2 separate regions of the Mus musculus genome follow, and region 1 is linked to region 2. A link is a contact called in public HiChIP or PLAC-seq data. All regions are on one chromosome and are shown on one strand. Each heading gives the region's core, a stretch centred on a gene start, on an enhancer-like site or on the middle of the called end of the contact. The rest is flanking DNA. Distances are from core to core; before and after follow the strand shown. Region 1 holds the start of Septin8 (septin 8). Region 2 holds the start of Uqcrq (ubiquinol-cytochrome c reductase, complex III subunit VII).

The links. HiChIP or PLAC-seq counts read pairs in DNA pulled down with a chosen protein or histone mark.
Region 1: an H3K27ac HiChIP or PLAC-seq map of embryonic stem cells shows a contact between it and region 2, with 11 read pairs. The contact joins the promoter of Septin8 here to the promoter of Uqcrq in region 2. A contact is called at or near these places in 6 of 115 datasets of contacts at active chromatin or transcription factors (the SCID.adh cell line, bone marrow-derived macrophages, embryonic stem cells and 2 more) and 3 of 9 other capture datasets (adipose tissue, liver and pancreatic islet).

The regions. Positions count from the first base shown.
Region 1 is chr11:53,517,902-53,522,581 of GRCm38.p6, reverse strand. Septin8 (septin 8) reads right to left here and starts at 2,846. Exons shown (of 10, transcript NM_001347496.1): 1 at 2,543-2,846. The coding sequence starts at 2,572.
Region 2 is chr11:53,428,104-53,432,353 of GRCm38.p6, reverse strand. Uqcrq (ubiquinol-cytochrome c reductase, complex III subunit VII) reads left to right here and starts at 1,523. Exons shown (of 2, transcript NM_025352.3): 1 at 1,523-1,818; 2 at 3,204-4,250. The coding sequence starts at 1,665. The coding sequence ends at 3,298. It also overlaps a transcript of Gdf9 not described here.

The sequences.
Region 1 (4,680 bases), core at 1,597-4,096, 89 kb before region 2:
ATAAAATATAATATAGGCCTATGGTGTATCCACCATGCTGATAAGGGTAAGTCAAAATACCAACACACAGGCATGGTTGTGCACACTTTTAATCCCAGCACTTGGGAGACAGAGGCAGGTGGATCTCTGTGAGTTCAATGTCAGCCTTGTCTACATAGTGGGTTCCAGGACAGCCAGGACTATGCAGAGCGACCCCGACTCACCTCCATCTCAAAGTACGTTGCTGAGTGAGTTCATTTTAAATTCTAGGCAGCTTGGGTGGTTGAACCCTGGGCTTTCTACACAAGTTAAGTAAGCTCTCCACCCCAAACTACAGCCCAAACCTTTCTGTGTGCTCTTGTAGACTCCAGTCTAAGACAGTTTGCAGGTTATCTGAAGCCCACTTTTGCACAAGCCAGAGGGGCAGTCGACACCTGCCAATTGTGCCGCCAAACCTTGCAGCTGGCAAAATATCCAGCGTGTCTCCAATAAGCCCAAAACTACAGTTAACTGTAAAAAAAAAAAAAAAAAAAAAAAAACACCTCTGTAAGGAATCAGCAAGGCTTAGCACATGATAAGAGAGGAAATTATCTTTCCAGGATGATAAGGAAGGGACGAAAGAGACCAGACTTCTAAATTCCAGCCAAACTCCACCCGACATCTCCACCCAAATTCAGTTCCATCTGAGTCCTCCCAGGAGGCTGACAGCCCAGAGCGCAGAGGGCGGGGAAGGCGTCCATCCCTCTGGCACAACCATCAAGGCCCCAAGATTCCAGCCGTAGCTGAACTTGAGTCCCCGCTCTGTGCTTTGGCTCAGTATGGGGATAATAATGAAGACTTCCCACAGAAGCGATCCATAAGCAAACAGAGGCAAGGTCTTCCCAAGCCCCAGCTGTACAATGTGGACGCTCAGCTGGCCCCCTGATGATACCTCTGGCGACGGTGCGACCAAGGCAAACACATTTTCTGCAGCCATCTCATACCCAGCTGGGTATTTACTGAGTCCTTATCATGTCCTGACACTATCCACACAACTCTATGAGGCAGATACGCTTTTCTCTTACTCTGTAGATGAGAACACGGAGGGTTAAACAGCTTGCAAGAGGTCCCATGACCAACAAGTGGTATCTCTAGGAATCCTCTCGGGCCACTGATGCTGGCTGCTTTACACATACTCTCATCCGGCAAGATCAACTGCTAGACAAACCTCTGACCTCAATACAGAACAGACACACCTTCTGGTCGGCTAAGCACAGAAAACACAGCGTCAGACAGGCACACACACACACACACACACACACACACACACACACACCCCTTTTGGTCTCCATCCACTAGGCAGGTTTATAAGGACTCAGCTGTTTTCCTGCAGTACATAAATTCCATTTTACGTACTGCATTTCACGCCGCGGGAGTGAAGTGGACCTTGGTTTGGCCCAGCCTCTGCATCTGTTACCCATGAAGTCAAACTTACTTAACAGACACACAGCCCCCTCCCCAAGGGGCACAGAACACACCAGTCTACACATTATGAAAGCTCCTGCTTTGTTATGCATATTCGCAAAGACCAACAAATGTATTTTCAGATTAAAGAAGAAATTTGCATATATAAATTCAGATGACAGTATTTATAGCAAAATTACATAAGTCCTGGCTCCCTTATTTAGCCCCAGAACCAATTCGTTATCGGTCACACATTCAGAATTCTCCCTCCCTCCAACAGCCCTGGGCCCTCCTCCACCTCCTCCCTCTCTTCCCCTCCTCCCCTTCCAGTCGACCAGGGCCTCACATGCTGGCAAGAGGACACAGCTTCCTTCACCGTCACAGCCTAGCCTCCCAGACACACCCAAATCCAGCCTTAGACACCAAGAGTGCAGACAACCCCCAAAAGGCCTCCCTCCGCATGCTATAGCCTGGCTCAAGTCCACAGACACCCCCCTTAGGACCACCAAGGGGCGTCAGCCTAGAGAGAGGCAGGTCCAGACTGGGGCCCAAACAAACACTCAATGGTTTGGATCTGGAATCACTTCAGCTCCTGGGAATGGCTGCCGCAGAGCCAGAGCCAACCACTGAGGCCCTGGACCTGTCTGGAGTCGCACCCAGGATCCAGGTTCCCGGGAGGGCAGTGGAGGAGATGAGCAGCGAGCCTGGGTTCTTCCAACCCAAAGTCTGCAACTCCCCTGAGCTCTTTCTGGAATGTGTGTGTGTGCTGGGGGGTAGAAAAATCCCTGGATCCCTGGGGCTCCATCCTCACTCTTTGCACCCAGATAACAGCACCTGCGCGGCAAAGGCAAGTACCCAGAGGTGCAGGAACACCCTGGGAGAGAAGAGTCGGGGGCGTCCGGGATCCTCCCCTCTGGACACGAGTCTTGTCTTCACACCTGCCCCGATCAGCCCAGATCTTGGCTTCTTCCCGCGAAAGAGCTCACATCGCGCGAAGCCCAACACTCTGAGACACCCTCCCGGGGTTAGCTCCCGGGTCCCGGGGTTCGAGGCCCCGCCGCGCGGTGCTGACAGCCCGCCTCGCGCCCCCTCCCGTGCCCCTGCGCGCCACAGGCCTCACCGAGACGCGTTCCAAGTCGGTGGCCGCCATGGCGAGCTGCGCACCGGGCGGGCGGGTTGCGGGGAACGCCGGGGCCGCGGCGGGGATGAGCCGGCTGCGGGACGCGCTCCGCCCGGGCGGCTGCGGCTGAATGGATCCAATATGGCCACTTCCTGGAAACTCCCCTTGGCGGCGGCGGCGGCGGGAGAAGCCGCGGAGCCGGCCCCGCCCCCGCCCGCGGGACCGGCCTCCCTACCCGGCTCGGCCCCAGCACAGCGCACTCCCCGCGGCTGGGACCGACGGGGGTCTCCGCGGCTTGGCAGGAGGTACTAGCTGCGGGTGCTGCTGGGACTTGTAGTCTGTGAGGTGGGGGGCCCGGACTGCCACGTCTGGGGGACCCGGGCCTCTCCGAGGCCTGCTGAGTGTCCCTTGGAAGCCAGATTAGTGCATAGCACAGAGGGGTGCTACGTGTGCCCTGGGAGTTCTGCCTCCAAGCTGACTGTCTCTACAGGAACCTGCAAACGCACTGGGACCACCGATCGGATGGTTCATGCGCTGCAGGTCCGAGAGAGATCCCTCAGCCTCTTCTGCCTGTGCCATAGGTCCCACCTGATGCTCTAAGCTGGAGCTAGGGCGGGAGCCCTGGGCTGGACCGGTGCATCCTGCCAGGCAGCCTTTGGCTCCTTGCGCAATGATGAACCGGAGAAAGATGCAGTTTGGGAAGCGGACTCGACATCTATGCGCAGCATACTGCTAGTGATCCTCACCCTGCTTGTCCCACGAGTTTGGAGTTATGGCATTATGCAGAGAGGAACTTGGTTCTCACAGTACGCACATCTTCGCCAACCATACCACTCAAAAAAAAACCTACACAAACGTCTCAAGAGGCTCCGTAAACTTTTTCAGTGACTACAAGATCTAGCTCGCCCCGTCTTCTTTTCCCTGCCTTTCCCTAAGGTCTCCCTGATAGTAAGGCAAACTTTGCCTCTGTCCCTCCACTACCCACGAATGTGCATCCCACCCCCAATATCTTCTTGAGAAACAACCCTGTCCTCCCCTCAGTGGAAACGTATGCCTGCTGGAGGTATCTGGAGACCACATCTGGACTTGGCACACCCCGTGCTGTGGAACACTTCCTGTCCCCTCCATAGAGTCAGTCTCTCTCTCTCTCTCTCTCTCTCTCTCTCTCTCTCTCTCTCTCTCTGAAGAGAGAAGAAGCTTTTCCCTTCTTTCTTTACAAACCATGTCTTGTCTCCAAGGTACCCAGCTGAAGTATCTTGGAGTTCTTAACAGTGTTTTTATTTTGTTGGATGCTCCACCGTGCTGTTGTTCCTTGTACGTTCTCTGACAAGAAATGTGGCCCCGTGCAGCTCAGTTTGGTAGAGTGCTTGCTCGCTAGCGTGCAGGAAGCCCTGAGTTCTGTCCCCAGCACTGCATAAGCCAGATGTGAGGGGCACATTTATAATCCTAGTATTTGGAAGTTAGAGGCAGGACAGTTCAGAGTTCTAGTCATCCTCCATTATAAAACAAAATGGAGGCCAGTCTGGTGACCCCCCCCCAAAGAAAGAAACAAGACACCCCCCAAACAAACAAGCAAACAAACACCTGGGGTCACAGCACAGTGGTTAGAGTGGGGAGGTGGATTAGTGATGAACTTTCCTGTTTGAATCACATCCCACACCCAGCTTCTTAACCTTACTATGAAAGCTACTCTTCTGATGGCGTGTATCCATGAGCCAGCAAGGTGGCTCAGCGGGTAAAGTTGCTTGCCACCCAATCTGATGGCCTGAGTTCAATCCCTGGGATCTACACAATGGAGAGAACTGGGTCCCTCAAGTCTCTGAAAATGAAGAAAAACAAGCAAGGGGCTTTAAATTGTGATTGGAACCCATTGTTTGCTAGTGTCTCCTCTAGCCCTAATGTCTGACCCCGGGAGTGCATGGGAGAGCATGCGGAGTGCATGGGGAGAGCATGCGGGGTTGAGGATTCCATCATCTGAAACAGTTGCTGCAAGGAAACATGCAAGTTTCTCCTCGCTGCCTTTTTCTTTCTCACTCCTCCTTGGCCTTAGACTACCTTCTAAATGGCCTTTCATTTCCACTCGAGTGTTATTTCAAAACATCCACTTAGTTTGGTGTGGTGGCACTCACCTTTAATCC
Region 2 (4,250 bases), core at 274-2,773:
TAAAGGCCTAACTTCAACCCCTGTGATCCACAGAGAAAAAGGGAGAAGAGACTTCTACAGCTCGTCTTCTGACCTACACCCCTAGCACTTACATACCAAATACATATTTTAAAATGTAGTGACAGTACAATATCCTGATGCCCTTGTTTTGGTCTACAATTCACTTGACTATACTTTGGTTGAAAAATCTTGAGACATCAGCAAATGCAATTAAATAGACATCGTATTTATTCTTTAACCAACCACCCAGATGGCAGAAATCAGGACAGTGTTTTAGTCCTTGATTAAAGTATTTGTGTCCCGGCCTTGGAGGTGAGATCAAGCTAGATAATGTTTAAGGAAAATGGGGGCAGGGTGGAGGTGGGGGGGAGAATGTGCAGGTGCACCATGAAAGGCTATCTAGCACCCCTTGGAAGGAGACTATCTCTTGGGAGAAAGTCAAAACACACTAATGACACAGGATAAAAAAAAAATCAGTTTGCCCAGCACCAGATAGATAAGGCTGAAGTACTCTTGCAAAACTGAAGCTCACCGCCAAACTGCCCCAGTTTGATTGCCAGATTATTTACAGCCAGTTAACCCATTTACAGCCACTGAGAGGAGGAGAAAGGGCGGTGAGTCCCACAGGATAATATTAGCTAGGAGAATGAATGCACTTTAGAGAAAACATAACAGTTCCTTAGAGAGTGGGGTCTGGGTTTGATGACACACTCAGCCCAAACCCACCACTTTCTCCTTGGCTCCCATCACCACTATGTGCGTCTGACAACTGCCACACTCGTTCGTGGCTGAACTGGGAGAAACGTTTATGTCACATCTTGGACAAGTCTACAGCCTGCCAGTGGCTTGCTAGGCAGTGTGTACCAAAGCTCTAGATCCGTGTCCTTAATTTTGTACTGTGGTCAGTGAAGGCCCTTTTGGTTATGAGGACCACATATACCTGGTGGAGAGTAAGGGACAGCAGAAGAACGAGGAGAACAAGTCTTTTTGTTTTTTCTTTTTAATTTTTGAGCAGCTGCCGGCTGTTATGCAAAGGCCTGGTACTGAGCGGAAAGGACCGCCTCTTGGAACACCCAGGTGCTCCTAAGCCACGCCCATCACCCTAATCCGCGCCCCATGCACCTATAGGCCCCGCCCCGTGCACCTCTCGACGGGGGACCTTACGGACGTATCCACCTAAGATCCCCAGGGTGGCTAATAAGCCCCGCCCACTTGCTTGGCACCCCTCCCACCAAGCCACCATTCCTCTTCAAGCCCCGCCCCTTGGCAACATCAACCTCTCCCGTGCGTTCACTACTTACCGTAAGCCCACAAGCACCTCTATAAGCCCCACCCACGTGTCGCTAGAAGCGCCTCTAAGCTCCGCCCAGCCCTCTTGGTACTGGTCCTTTCCGGCTACACGAAGGTCAGGCCACGCCCACTCAGGTCAACTGACAATTTTTTTTTTGAGTCTCCCCCTTGAGATCGAAAGAAAATGGTAGTTCCCGGAAATGACTTCACGTTCTCTAGGCTCGGCTTCCGCTCCTCCCGGAAGTGACGGGCGAAAGCCGGCTCAGAGCTCTGGAGGTAGAGGTGACCGATCCTGGGGGTCGGTGTTAGGCCGTGGGAGGTTTTTCGCGAGACTGAGCCACGCGTCTATCTTCTGTCCCAGGGCCGCCGTCACCATGGGCCGCGAGTTTGGGAACCTGGCGCGGATACGGCACGTGATCTCCTACAGCTTGTCGCCCTTTGAGCAGCGCGCCTTCCCAAGCTATTTCAGCAAAGGCATCCCCAACGTGCTGCGCCGCACTCGCGAGCGCATCCTGCGCGTGGCGCCGCGTGAGTGCGGGGCGGGCGGGGTACAGCCGCGCACCTCTCCTTCCGACGCCCTCGCGGGGCAGACGTGGAGGAGTTCTTATCATATCGAAATGACTGGCCTAAGGTCACTTGGGTGACTCCAACGGCTCCCTCTGAGGTCATCGCTGGCCACTATCTGTGATGAAAGGCTGATGCAATCAGTGTCTTGTGTTAGATGTGCGGCCGATTTTGCTGTCGGTTTCATGGCATTGTGAATATCCGTGAAGGTGCACTTAAATTTGATGGAGAGGTTGAGGCCCGATCTTGCTGTAGAAGCCAGGCTGGCCTTAAACTTGAGATTTTACTGCCCTCTCCTCGGGACTGTTGGCTGGAATTGTAGGCATGCGCCAGCACAACAGTACTTTTTAAAATGGTGAAGATTATGTTAGGTAAATTCCGTGATTTTTTTTTTTTTAATTTGGTGTTAACTAGGAAAGCGAAGGCCACATCTTCCTGGGCTGATATCTTTGTTTTGGTTGCTTATAAAATGGTTGTGTACTATAACCATTTTGAACCTCTTATTAAAAGTAGTTTCTGGTCATAATGGTGTCTACATTTAATCCCCAGCAATCCTGAGACAGAAGCAGGTGGATCTATGTAGTTTTGAGGGAGTTCTAGACCAGCAAGGGCCTTATACTGTGAGCTTGTCTTAATACAGCAACAGAAACTTAGGGCTGGGGATGGTTCAACATCTTTCCTGCTCTTTCAGAAGATCCAGATTCCATTCCTAGCACCCATATGGTGGCTTACAATCATCTGTGACTTAAGTCCTGAGGGATTTGCCATTCTCTTACTCCCTTAGTCACCTCGGTATGCCCTGAGCCACAGCACGCACGCATGCCTTTAATCCCAGTGCTTAGGAGGCAGAGGCAGGCAGATCCCTGAGTTCATGGACAGCCAGGCTTACACAGAGAAAGAAACCCTTTCTCCAAAACCAAACAAACAGTTGAAGCTAGGGACAGTAGAAGGACAGGCAGAATTGGTTGAAAGTCAGAAAGGAGGACATGGACTGACAGAGGTGGGTGGATCTCTTGTTTGAGGTCTGTCTGTCCACTCAAGGAGGCCATATCAAAAAAGGAAAAAAAAAAAAAAAAGCCAGAGAGCTGGGGCACTGGTGGTTGTGGTACAGGTGCCTGTTCATGTAAATGACCCAGTGTGGTTCCTCCCAGCACCCACATGGTGGCTCACAGCCATCTATATAACTCCAGTTCCAGGGCACCTAACATCTTCTTGCCCCCAGGGAGCTACATGCATATGTATGATCAGACATGCATGTAAACCCCTCCCCCCCCCACACACACAATAATAATAAAATAGAAACTTTTTAAAATGTCTGTACTCATGGCTTCCTCTCTTGATCCCTACAGCGTTTGTAGTGGTCTACCTGATCTACACATGGGGCAACCAGGAGTTTGAGCAGTCGAAAAGGAAGAATCCAGCCATGTATGAAAATGACAAGTAGACGGCCTGCACCTGGGTGACAGTCCCCTGCCTCTGAAAGACCCTTCTCTGGGAGAGGAATCCACACTGTAGTCTTGAAGACAATAAACTACTTATGGACTTCCCTTTGTGACTTTGTGTGCTTAGTTTGAGACAAGGTCTCACTGTGTGTCCCTGACTGGCCTGCGTCTCCTGAGAAATCTGCCTGCCTCTGCCTGCTATGTCATGGCGATCACCACCATGCCCAGCACAACGTTGTTTTGGCAATATGCAAGTTCATGACAATCCCTTTCTCAGCACAAGCCCTGCAGGGGCTGTGGTAGCTATGCATAGCGTGGAACCTGGAGTGCAGGGTCCCAACCCTCTGCTCCCATCACATCCTTAAGGTCTAGGGACAACACTGTAATCAGGGTGTCAGGTGGACTTGCTAGACACAGATGAACTTTTAACTCGGCAGCCTTTGAAGTAAGCATTCTAATCCCTTTGCTGATGAGGAATCAGAGTTTAAGTACTTTGCCCAGAATCATATGACTGAGTTGGTAGAGCCAGGTACCAGTGTGTGATCTTAAAAGCAAGCCATGCTGCCTTCCTTAGGTAGGGAAGGCCTTCCTTAGCCTAAGGGATTTCATCTTTGAAAGGAAAGCATGAGACATTCCCTTGACTGCTACAGCCAAGGTCAGGCAACCATGGTTGGTTATCTGTCATGTTGCCAATCCAACAGTGGCTTTTAGTCATATGTGGACCACAGAGGCTGAAAAGATCTATCACTTTGTGGAAAAGATATACCACCTGCTCTAGATATACACCTTTGGGTGTCTTTAGTTTCTCCTCACCTAGAGATGATAGGGTGGGTGTGGTTGGCAATCCTGAGCTGGCCCTGTCATTTGGTTAAGGACTGTAGCAATTTACAGTCCAGTCGGACTCTGAGACTTTTTTGCCTGATGATCGCTAGCTAGTACTAAAAGTTCTCAGAA